Linked DNA regions of Hordeum vulgare: region 2 is linked to region 1. Evidence: chromatin contacts called from public Hi-C data. All regions are on one chromosome and are shown on one strand. Each heading gives the region's core, a stretch centred on a gene start, on an enhancer-like site or on the middle of the called end of the contact. The rest is flanking DNA. Distances are from core to core; before and after follow the strand shown.

The links. A called contact is a pair of places that touch in the nucleus more often than the background predicts.
Region 2: a contact with region 1 is called in a Hi-C map of leaf, with 5 times the contacts expected there. The contact joins the promoter of LOC123426721 here to the enhancer-like site in region 1. A contact is called at or near these places in 4 of 6 Hi-C or Micro-C datasets (leaf and seedling).

What each region holds. Positions count from the first base shown.
Region 1 is chr2H:474,477,866-474,483,822 of MorexV3_pseudomolecules_assembly, forward strand. No RefSeq gene overlaps it. Among protein-coding and RNA genes, the nearest start is that of LOC123426720, 98 kb to the left of the region's middle. Within about 2 kb of position 3,221, at least 2 of the 3 cell types and tissues checked have open chromatin away from gene starts, as enhancers often do. A contact at or near this core is called in leaf, where this site is marked.
Region 2 is chr2H:474,651,991-474,657,947 of MorexV3_pseudomolecules_assembly, forward strand. LOC123426721 (keratin, type II cytoskeletal 2 epidermal-like) reads left to right here and starts at 3,336. Exons shown (of 2, transcript XM_045110592.1): 1 at 3,336-4,029; 2 at 4,146-4,605. The coding sequence starts at 3,421. The coding sequence ends at 4,355.

The DNA.
Region 1 (5,957 bases), core at 1,971-4,470:
ATTAAAAACAGATTGAATTTCGTCCTGAAGCTGTTCATCAGGGTTTGATGAAACGGCTCGTGCGTGCGTTCTCACCACGAACAGCGGGGAAAAACGGAACCGTCTCGGTGTGGTGCCTCCGATGGTGCTTCTCCGGTGGCGGTCGGACAAACTCCGGTGACGTGCGCAAACTCCGGTGAACGGCTTCGCGAACTCCGGTGGATGGTGAGGTGCTCCGGTGATGGCGGCTCCGGCGTCGGCGCGGTGAGGGGCGGCTCCTCTGCGATCTAGACGAGATGGGGTGACAGGGGAAAAATCGGGCTGCAGCTCTCAGGGGAAGGGGCTATGGTTCCTGGGGCTTCGGTCCCTCGGACTTGTTCCCACGCGAGGAGGAGTCCAGCTCGGGATGGAATAAGGGTGCGGCTCGGTTCCTGGAGCCTAGCGAGGTGGCGTGGAGTGCTGGGGTTCGTTCCCTGGGGTGCACACGCGAGGTGGGTTCCCTGGCGCTGGGGCTGCTGGTTGCTATGGGGCACAAGAGCGCTCGTTGGGAGCTGGCTCATGCTGGTATGTGGGGTGGTGGGATATCTCCCAGTCCCAGGGGCGATGGATGTGGGGCACGTGGCCTGGGCACATGCGGGCAGAGCCTAGGCTCGGTTGGGATGGCTGGCCTGGTGCCTGGCTCGCTGGGAGCACGTGGTGTGCTGGTGGTGCCTAGGGCGCTGGCCTGCCAGCTTGGTGCTGGTGGGCTGGCCCCTGGTGTAATTTTTTTAAAAGAAAAACAAAGAGAAAATAATAACGATAATATACATACACAAAAATACATACATATGTATATTAAAAACAAACGCATATAGTAATATATATTAAAATCTAATATATATATATATATATATATAAGTATAAAATAAATATCCTAATAAATACTAAAGGAAACCTAGTTCCACCTAATGTAAAAACTCAACTAAAAATAATTTGAGAGATTATAAAATTTGCAAAACCAAATCGGGCAACTTCAAATAACATTTTAAACATCTTGAACTTTTTATTTCACACGGGAGAAGTCATATTATCTTCACTCCAATAAATTGCCCGAAGTTGCAAAATGAATAAAATTTACAAAAGAGCAAATAATGCATAAAAAATATGAGATGCATATGAATGATCTATTAACATTCGAATTTAAGAAAATTGGGATGTTACAGTATGAGGCTATTAGAAGGTTGTTTTCCTCATCAGCGACCTGGGGATGTCATCTGTTCGGGACTCATTCGTTGAGAGGTTTCCGTCCTATATGGCTTCAAACATATTTTTTATAATAATTAATGATATAACATTTAAGTTGCTCATGCCCCTAAATCGTGCCCTCGTCGTGTTGTAGGGAATGCATAATTTTCTTTCAGTATCCTCCATTGGTGACTCCATGGAAATACCTAGTATTCGAATTAACTTTCAAGACAAACTAAGAGTTAGAATGTTGGCACCATTTGAGTTCCTCTTCACGCATCATGCTAGCTAACTCTGCATTCGGATGACTCCTGGTCTCGATTTCATGCTCAGGTAGAGGTGTAACCTGCCAAACCTTCTAAATCAACAATGATAAGTGAAAGGCGAAGCTTCTCTTTTCTCAGGATACTAACAGTATGCCTAGCCCAACCACCAAGGAATTTACGTAATGCGTGCATTTTGTTATTACATCTGTGAGTTGGGGTAGGCCCGGCCACCGGTTTCTCCCACACCTCCTTCACCATGTCCTGAAGCCATACCGAAGCAACCACCCAAGTTCAAACTTGAACTTGCATTATGTTGTGGTCGTGGCAAACCAGTAGTTAGGAGAATGGGTGTGTGATCAGATATAGCATCGATACGAGGTAGAGCACGAACAAACACCATATGACATTTAGATTCCAAGTCGGTATCCACTAAAACACGATCTAGTTTCTCATATGTCGGTCTGAAAGACTGTTCGCCCAAGTGAACTTTTTTCCAATCATGGAAACCTCTCACAGATCTAGACTGTTGATGACAGTATTGAAAAGGAAAGGCCAATCATCATCAAGCCTACCACGGCTTTTCTCATGTGAAAATCGAAGCAAATTGAAATCACCACCAATAAGAATGGGATACGGGTTATCTTTCATCAGACTAACCAATTCACGAAGGAAAAAAAGTTGAATGGGTCAATTAAAAGACATATGACTTGTGCATTGTGATTTAGTGGGTTCAAAGGATATTTTTTACCTAGAACTGCCGGGTTCATAGTTAATCAATGCCCATGTACATATACATGGTGGCAAAAAAAAACATTGGGTTGACATAGCACTAGCTTCGCCTCTATCTAAAACACATGCATGCAAACTCTATGCCTTTGAGCACTTTGAAGAGGCTGAGTCAACACATTATTTTAAAATTAAAGAAGTCATCACAGACGCCTTCGTGGTTGATGATAAAGTCTCCTCACACAAAACAAACATCACCAAAAAGTTTAAAATAAATTCAAAAATATATGAGTATCAATGTTGAATTTAGGACTTACCATGGTAAGCTGGTTCCACCATAAAGAACGAGCTAGGCTCAGTCCACACACACACATGCAACACCCGAGCTCATTTAATTTGAAAAACCTATAAAAATGTTCAAAAGAAATCTGAAATTTTTATATGGCAATTTTTCACAAATGTTCTAAGAACTCGCAAAGTTCGATCACAAAATCGCATTGTGGAAACTGTGACAAAAAAACAAAAACTCTAAAAATGCTATTTTCGAAAGCATTTTAGAGCATTATTTTTTGGTCATGACTTCCACAAATATGATTTCGTACTGAAACTTTGCAAGCTCTAAAAATATTTGTCAAAGTTTATTACAAAAATAACTTTTTAATTTTTTAAAATATTTTCCAAATTTACTGTTCATCCAAGCATATTTGAGCTCGGATATAGAAGGGCACTTTATGTATTACGGCTCATTTTTTTCTGCGTCCACTCATATTTAACTAACCGAAAGACGCCAAACTGCATTACAAATAATGCTGTACCTGTACGTAGCCGTGTAGCATACGCTGGAGTAGACGTCGATCGTATGGCCACTGCTAGGTACGTTTACACATGCGACTGTCGGCCTTCCTGTCGCCGAGTTTGGATGGACGCGCACGCACGACGTACGCGCCGCGTCACAGCCCCGAGCCACCCACCTGGCCCATCCGTGCCGATTGCTCGCCGTCGCCGTCGCCGTCGCCGCTGTACCCTTGCGCTAGCTAGCGGAGGCCAGCCACCCACATGGCCGGTCAGCCGCGCGCGGCACTACGCATCGCACCGACGGACATCGCGTGGGATATGCCTTGGTTCCTTCCTTCCCCCGCGCGCTTGCTTGCTTGCCGACGCTCCCGCCCACATCGACGCCGCGATCGAGCGACCGACAGTGCAGGGCGTTTAACAACCCAACTAACTCGAGATGGACACCGGCTCGGCACGTCCACTTCGCTCCTTTGTGCGAGCGAGCGAGAGCCTGCACTGCAGGGCCATGGAACTTAGCTGCTTGTTTCTCTGAACTTTATGCCCTTGCAAGTTGCAAGATCCCACCTTTTGCAACTTGTCTGCGACCTTCTGCAAGTGAGTGCGCCATAGTTGATTGGACTCACGACAATTCGTTGGTAACTTGGGCCTCATTGTCTTAAATCAATTTTAATATACATAATACAAAAAATAAATATGTGCATCACAATGATAAAGCGTAAGGTTAGAGATATCAATCTCTTTCCTGAAACAAAATTTGGTCGAGCTAGCGACCAAAGCACGTTAGGAAGATTTTGCTCTACCGGCCGGCGGCCAATAAGTTGTCCATTCACCACGGTATGGGTTCGTTCGTTTGGACGGTGAGTAACTTCAGTGTGCGAGAGTGTCTGTTCAGGATCTTAATACTACCGACACCGGTCGTGATAAGATATGCACTAGAGGCAGCCGGCCTACGGATCAAACACGTGGATGCATTGATGTATGAAAGAGATAACCAACTCTTTAGTTCAGTTAGATATAACAACGTGCAGACGGACACGTGTACACAATACATGATTTTTTCAGTTAACTCACACATGCACGCACATGTGGCATGGCATGGCTAATTTGGGATTGGGAGCCTTTATGTCCAGAAATATTGCGCACACAAGAATAAGCCGCTCAGATGGTTAATGTGAAAAGACTCGGTGAGATGCCAGCCAAGCCGTTCGCACAACTTACACATGTCATTTGATTGAAAAAAACTTGCAAGTGTCACCACCACCAAGGGCCACTGGCATTAGTCATTTTCAGAATTCATCACAATGTGATAAAAATGGACGTGACGAAATGTCTACTGCATTCTGATGAATTCCATGACACAACGGTTTATATATTTTGCTTTCTGTTCTAATTCCTTGGTATGCTGAAAATTCAAACTTTCTTTCGAAAGATCTGATTTTGCCCGGCTTCATTGATTTACCAGAAAGCATGCAAAAAACATCGAGGGATCAACCGATCCAGGGTACATGGAGGGGGAGGGGGTGGGGGTTGAGCCATAGAAAAATATAAAACCCTAGGAACTATCTTGCAGCGAGGTCCCCAAACGTAGGGATGGCAATGGGTACCCATTACCCACGTACCCTGCGGGCAAAAACCCTATTAGGGTAAGGGTATGGGATAAAAACTTACCCATGGATATATAAATAGAAAAATCTAAAACCCATCGGATAGAGAGGGTACGGGTATGGGATCATATAACCCATACTCATATACCCATGTACCCATATAAAATCTATGTAAACTAAAAATTATCTCTACAATCTACACTATGTCAATAATTTATGAATTGAAAGTGTATGCCTACATGTTGTTGTTTATGACTATATGATGTTGTTTTATAAGTATGTGTTGTAGTTATAATCTATCTTTGTAAAATATACGATACAATGCATTTTATAACTATAAGTTGTTTAAATTGATGTTTGCAAATATGGATAATTTTACCCGCGGGTACCCGTCTACCCTGTCGGGTAACGGGTATGGGAAAAAATTGTACCCGTTGACGGGTATGGGTAAGGGTGATGGGTAATATCAGACAGGGCGGGTAAGGGTATGGGGAGGCTCCACCCGTACCCATACCCTGCGGGTGCCATCCCTACCCAAACGGGGTCTCTATTCCTTTTGCACATGCAAGCCTCAATTGCTCCATGTTCCTTTTGATCTCGACGATGACCACCGAGGCGCAATGAGTATTCATCTTGAACATGCTGTCATTTCTTATCTTCCAGATTTCAAAGGCGATCGGCATGATCATTGTCCTAATACCCTTTCTGTGGATTGCAGATGTTCTCTTGATGATGTTTTGTGCAACCTTGATAGAGCTTGAGTGATTCCCACTTGAAAACCTCATGAAAGAACAGCCATGCCACTTTGCAGCCTCTCCCCAGATCCGTCGAGGGAACACACAAATCCAGATGAGATGCATGGAGGATTCCAGGTTTTGAATACACATGGGGCGGAAATATCCATTTGGCCAGCCTCTTCGCTGAAGTATGTTATTGCAACAGACCATGTCCTAGTAGAACAACCATGCAAACATCTTGACCTTTCCGAGCACCCAAGCCTTCCAAATGAGTGGTTTTAAACCTGTTGATTGGGCTGCCTGGTGTCAGTGTCAAAACCAGCAAATCTCGGTTAGGGGGTCCCGAACTATGGATCTTGGACTGATGGGTAACAGGAGACAAGAGAGACAATGTTTACCCAGGTTTAGGCCCTCCTGATAGAGGTAAAATCCTATGTCCTTCTTTTTGATGACCCACAAGTATAGGGGATCTATCACAGTCCTTTCGATAAGTAAGAGTGTCTAACCCAATGAGGAGGAGAAGAAAATGACAAGCGGTTTTCAGTAAGGTATTCTCTGCAAGCACTGAAATTTATCGGTGACAGATAGTTTTGTGATAAGGTATTTCGTAACGGGTAACAAGTAAC
Region 2 (5,957 bases), core at 2,086-4,585, 170 kb after region 1:
GTGATCACCGTCGCCCGTGGAGTCTGTCTTCCTTGTCCTTCCACTCGTACTCGTCGGCTTCCGCTTTGGGAGACGTCGTTTAGAGCCCTCCTTGGGCTCCTTCATGGGATCTTCCTTTGAAGTGTCAATGACGTGGACATTGTATGTAGCTGTTGCGGGCCAATTCCCCGTGCCGGGAATGGCCGCAAGTGTGAGTGCTCCAAAATTGGTAGGGTCACCTTCTTCCATGTCTATGCCCTCGTCGGAGCCGATGTCAAGCATGTCGGTCACGTCCTCGGCCGTGGCGACTAGGTGGTGGTGGGTGGGATGAAAATTTCCTAATTGTTGGATTTACATCCGATCCGAACGTACACTGTGGTAGAGATTGCCAGGTTCTGTATTCGATCCAGCATCTCGTTTATTTGAGAGAGCTCATTGGCATGGAGGGCCTGGCTATAAGTCTGCCTAATCCAGATGTGTTTGTTCGGGCTGCTTACTACAAGCCCGTTATCCTCATCACTCCGGGCTAACACTAGGTCGGCAGCGAGGGAGGTTTCCTCGGAGACCTACAGCAGGTCTGTGGACAGGTTTGGCTCTGGGCCCCATTCGAGGAGGGGACCGGATCAGGCTCGCCGGCCACCGGATCCGTCTCCGGAATTAGCTTGGTCAAGAGATCGGACTTGATGGTCAGATCGGAGACCTTCTCTAGAGTTCTACTCCCTCTGTTCCTAAATATAAGTCTTTTAAGATATTTCACTAAATGACTGCATACGAAGCAAAATGAATGAATCTACACTTTAAAGTATGTCCATATATATCCGTATGTAGTCCTCCAGTAGAATTCCTAAAAAGACTTATATTTAGGAACGGAAGGAGTAGTATTGGAGGGTTCTTCAAATCGATCTGAGATTTGTTCCAAAAAAAACTAGGTCTTCTCGGGTATCCGTGACGTACTCCAGACTTCCAAACATGACAATCTAGTTCGGGGCGAAAGTTTCGACGCGGCCAAGGCGGTTGGTCGAGTCAGCGTGCAGCACCACACTGCCCAAGTCAAAAAGTTGGCCGGAAACAAAGATGTCACCATAACCAATGATGATGTCAAACTGCAGGTGAGCCATCACTCTCTGGTGATCCAAAAACGAGCTCTCAATGAAAGCACAAATGTCGGTGTCAAAACCGACATACCTCGGGTAATGGGGGCAAGATGTTGATCAGACCGATGGACAGAAGACAGAGGACATAGTGTCTCTACCCAGATCCAGGCCCTCTTGAAGGAGGTAAAACCCTACGTCATGCTCTTGTTTGTATTATGGGTGTATCAACGTATATAGTTGATCTACCTTGAAATCATGAGTTGTGGTCTAAACTGTAAGGATGATGACGAATACATGTCTCTACAGACTAAATCCTCTGGCTTATATAGACATCAGGGGTATCTAGGGTTACATATGGCCGGTTACCATCTATGGAATAGATGCAGAATCTATTAAACCTTTAGGACTGCACGCCAGTTCCTTGGAGAACTCGATGTTCTTACACCATAGGTTTAGAGGCCTCCGGATTCTTTCCTTCAGTATTGGGCCATTAATCCAGCCCATAGACTAGGTCGACTAGGCCGGGATCCCTTAGTCCACGACAGCGTCACTTGGTCAGCCTAGGCCTTTTCAAGGAGGGTGTGAGATTTGTATTTCTCACCTCCGTGAGGTCGTACTTGGTACATTCTACATGCCCTCTCGAGCATTTCCTTCTCCGACGCGGCGAACTGCTATGCAGACGCGGCTGGTAGCCTCTACTGATCTACATCAACGACTTTTTACCACTTAGTTCTAGCTACAAGCTCGAGTGAAATACGACACGAGTCCAGCAACTCAAAGCGCGATTGCACACTTTATGACAAATAATTAGAAATTAATCAATTTAGCCACAGTCATGTTCAACAGATCACATTTAGGACCAAAAAAAAACAACTCAGGACGCACACACGATGGATGCCACATCCTCACATCTTGGACCGTGGGTTCTAGGCTTAAGTTTTGTATTTTTTGTGTAGAAATAACCCGGGATGAAAAAGTACAAACATAGCTCCTCACCAAATGCCTCTGCTTTTGGGGCAAGACCTTCTTGAGAGTAGGATGCCTGCTGAGAAGGAGTGTGAACCTACACTTTCCTTATGCTTGCCTTGCCCCAACAGCTAAATAAAGGGTGGGCATTGAAAAGGAATCGGTGACGTCCTTTTGAGGAAAGCTTAGCTTGGTAGGTGCAGCTTACTCACCCTGGCACTTCTTTTGGGCTTCTAGGGCCTGGTCGCTGAAGCCAGTCGCTGCCCATCTCATTCGATGGATCGATCTTTTTTTTGGTTTGAGGATTTCGAAGGACCGATCTGATGTGTAGACCGAACGACAACCACAACGCACACGCAGTACAGACGTTCGCTAATCACTTCCCTTCCCATCTCTTCCGAGTAGATCGATCTATCTTTTCGCTTTGACTGAATTGGCGTCTCGACAACGATCACTTTGCAGCTAGGGAATAAAAATGCGAGGGGCCCATTTTCCTTCTCGCACCGGGGCCCCGAATTCCTGAAGACGTTCGTGAGCATACCATCATCATGCCATTGATGTTGCTCATGAAATAGACTATATCGTTGTTTCACCATCAACATAGACGAAGACCTACGGCTTCTTATCCGCAGGCGAGGCTGTTAGGATGCTCGCCCCAATGGTGGCAATGGTGAGTGTGCCTAGTGCTATAGCACGAGCGCTCTCATTGGGGTCATCGACATGGGGCTCATGACGCCACTGCACCACGTTTAGGTCCACTATCGCGCCGCCTCGCTCTATCACCGGCCTTCCGAATCGTTCTTTAACCTAAATGTGATTACCTCCCAAATCATTCTTTGACCTAAATGTGATTACTTAAATGAGATTGCATTTTAGGTTACGAGTATTTGATCTACAGTGTGCAATCACTTTTATTTTATTAATTAATACCAAATTTTAGTCTACAATCTTTTGAGTTTCAATAAGTTTGCACCGCTGAGACAAATGCCAGAGGTGACTTGCTTACGAATGCATCGTCTACAGATGAATGTAGGAAGAAAATTTTGGCACCCCAATTTTTCTTTATGTATCTTTCAAATTTTGTATGTGTGTTTTATAAGGGTTTGCGCTACTTAATATATGACCTTTGATCTTTTTCAAAGAACTGTGAAAACTGTGAATTTGTTTGAATTCAGCAATACGTATGCTGCAAAGTAATCGCAATCTGCTTGCCAAACTGACAGCCGTGCCAGTGTCCGCTAGATACCTTGTGCTCCCGCTATAAATACTCCACGTTGCGGTGCTCTTAGTATCAAGCAGTGAGCTTTATTACACTAGTGAGCCGTGAGCCGTGAGCCCGTGACAAGTTTGTTTCTCTCCCGTAGTCCCTAACTCGATCGAGATGGCTGACCAGTACGGCAGCAGCGGCTACGGCAGGTCCGGCGCCGGCGGCGACTACGAGAACAAGACCAGCAACGAGGGCTACGACCGCCGCGAAGGTGGCTACAACAAGTCCGGCGCCGAGGACTACGATACCGGGTACAAGAAGTCCGGCACGGACGACTACGACCGCAGCAGCGGCCGCGGCGGCTACAACAAGTCCACCGGCGACGACGAGTACAGCGGCGCCGGGTACAAGAAGTCCGGCGGGGACGAGTACGACAGCGGCTACAACAAGGCAAGCAACGAGGACTACGGCCGCAACAAGTCCGGCACCGACGACTACGACCGCAGCGGCGGCGGGTACAAGAAGTCCAGCGGCGAGGATGAGTACAGCAGCGGCGGATACAAGAAGTCCGGTGGCGACGACGAGTACAGCGGCGGCGGATACAAGAAGTCCGGTGGCGACGACGAGTACATCGGCGGCGGGTACAAAAAATCTGGCGGCGACGACCAGGAGTACGGGTCGTCCCGGGGCGAGACTGAGAAGTACCGGAAGGAGGAGAAGGAGCACAAGCACAAGGAGCACCTCGGCGAGATAGGTGCCCTCGCCTCCGGCGCCTTCGCCATGGTACGTACCTCCCGAACGATAATTCGTCGCGCAAACATGTTTAGGCGCACGAACGCAAGTTTCTATCGTTGATTGATGGTGCGAATTAACGGCCATGCATGTGTGCATGTGTGTAGTACGAGAAGCACCAGGTGAAGAAGGACCCGGAGAACGCGCACCGGCATAAGATCGAGGAGGAAGTGGCGGCGGTGGCGGCCATTGGCAGCGGCGGGTACGCGTTCCACGAGCACCACGAGAAGAAGGAGTACAAGGAGTCGGCGGAGGACGCCGAGGACGAGGAGTCCGGCCGCGGCGAGGGGAAGAAGAAGCACCACTTCTTCGGCTAGCCAGCTGCTGCTGATCGATCCGCGATGCAGCTAGCTAGCACACGCGTACGCGCGAGCGTGTGTCCAAAAAGAGCCGGGAATTTGTGCGTATATATGGCTCGTTATATATACGTACGTACGTTGGTCGGTGTCGTGTGTTGCTGCTGCGCCCTGCGTGCATGTTGTATGGAGTATTTTAACTTGCTGTGTGTCTACGTATGTCGATTATTGTACGTACTGTTTCTGCATGGATATGTTGAGAATTCAATCAGTTCTTTTGTCTCCGCGCGTGGCCAATTCCTGGCCGCACGATTGGTTAGCTCTCATCACTCTTTTTTTAGGAGAATGCTGCATTTTATAAATTAATGTGGTACATAAGTACATAGAGTTTGCCTGATACATTCTGGAGTAGAATAGTACACAGCTTTTGAACAAGCAAACTCACAGGACCTAGCTAGTATGTGAGCAGCAACATTCAACGACCGCTTAATATGGCAGAAGGTAACTGAACAAAAACAAGCAACCAAACGCTTAATATCTGACACCGCTACACCCACTTCAGACCTGTAGCCACCATGCAAGAGGCAGCGACCGACAGGACACATTACTAGATGTGACAAATCCAAATATGGTATTTTTCTTATATAAAAATCATAACGGTTTCCCTATATCAGTACCACTTTCGTAATTTTTGGTTTAAATTTTGCCTATCAGCTTCTTTTTCTTTCGTATTTCATTTTCACCTTATTTTCATTTTTAAAATTCGTGATTTTAAATATTTTGAACTTTTCTTAAATTCATTTTCTCCTTTTTGATATTTATTATTCTTTTGAAACTTATTCAATAAATTGAAAAATAGTTTAGAATATCAAAATTATGAATTAATAATAGTTTAAATTTTGCATGGGTCATTTGTATGTTCATTCTCACTTGCTGACAAAAGTTGGATAGATTTGATAAACGTATGCATGTACATCATGTGAAACGCACGGATGTTGGTAAGGGCGAAAGGGGTGTTATAATGTGATGACGTTACTCCGAGTCATGAAATGGACTCAATTTTAGTTTGTGCACAATTTTAGAATTTTAAATTATGTATGAATTTTTTATAAAGTTCTGCACATCTTCCAAAGTTGTTAACAACTTCCCAATAATTTAGGGTTTAGAATACCAAAATTACGGTTTAAGTAATAGTTCATCAATTTTTAAAATAACAGATCATCAACTTTATAAAAGGTTTATTAACTTTCAAAAAAAGTTCGCCTATTTGAGGAATAGTTCACGAATTTAGAAAAAAAACTTCATCAATTTGTGAAAAAAATCATCTATTTTGAAGAAAAATTGACGAACTTGAAAAAAATCGTCATTTTAAAAAACAAATGGTGTGAGGTTTAAAAAGCTAACGCATTTAGAAAGGAAAAGGAAATAAAAAAAAGGAAAAAAGAAAAAGAAAAAGAAAACAAAACAGAGAATACTGCGTTCATGGAGATTTTTATTAGAGTAAAAAACAATTCTAGCACATGAGGTCTTGTTGCCTAGATGGTTATTGCAGCTGTGATAATACCTAAAAAATAGAGAAAACATGAACGCATACGTGAATATGATCAGCGTATGCAAAACAAG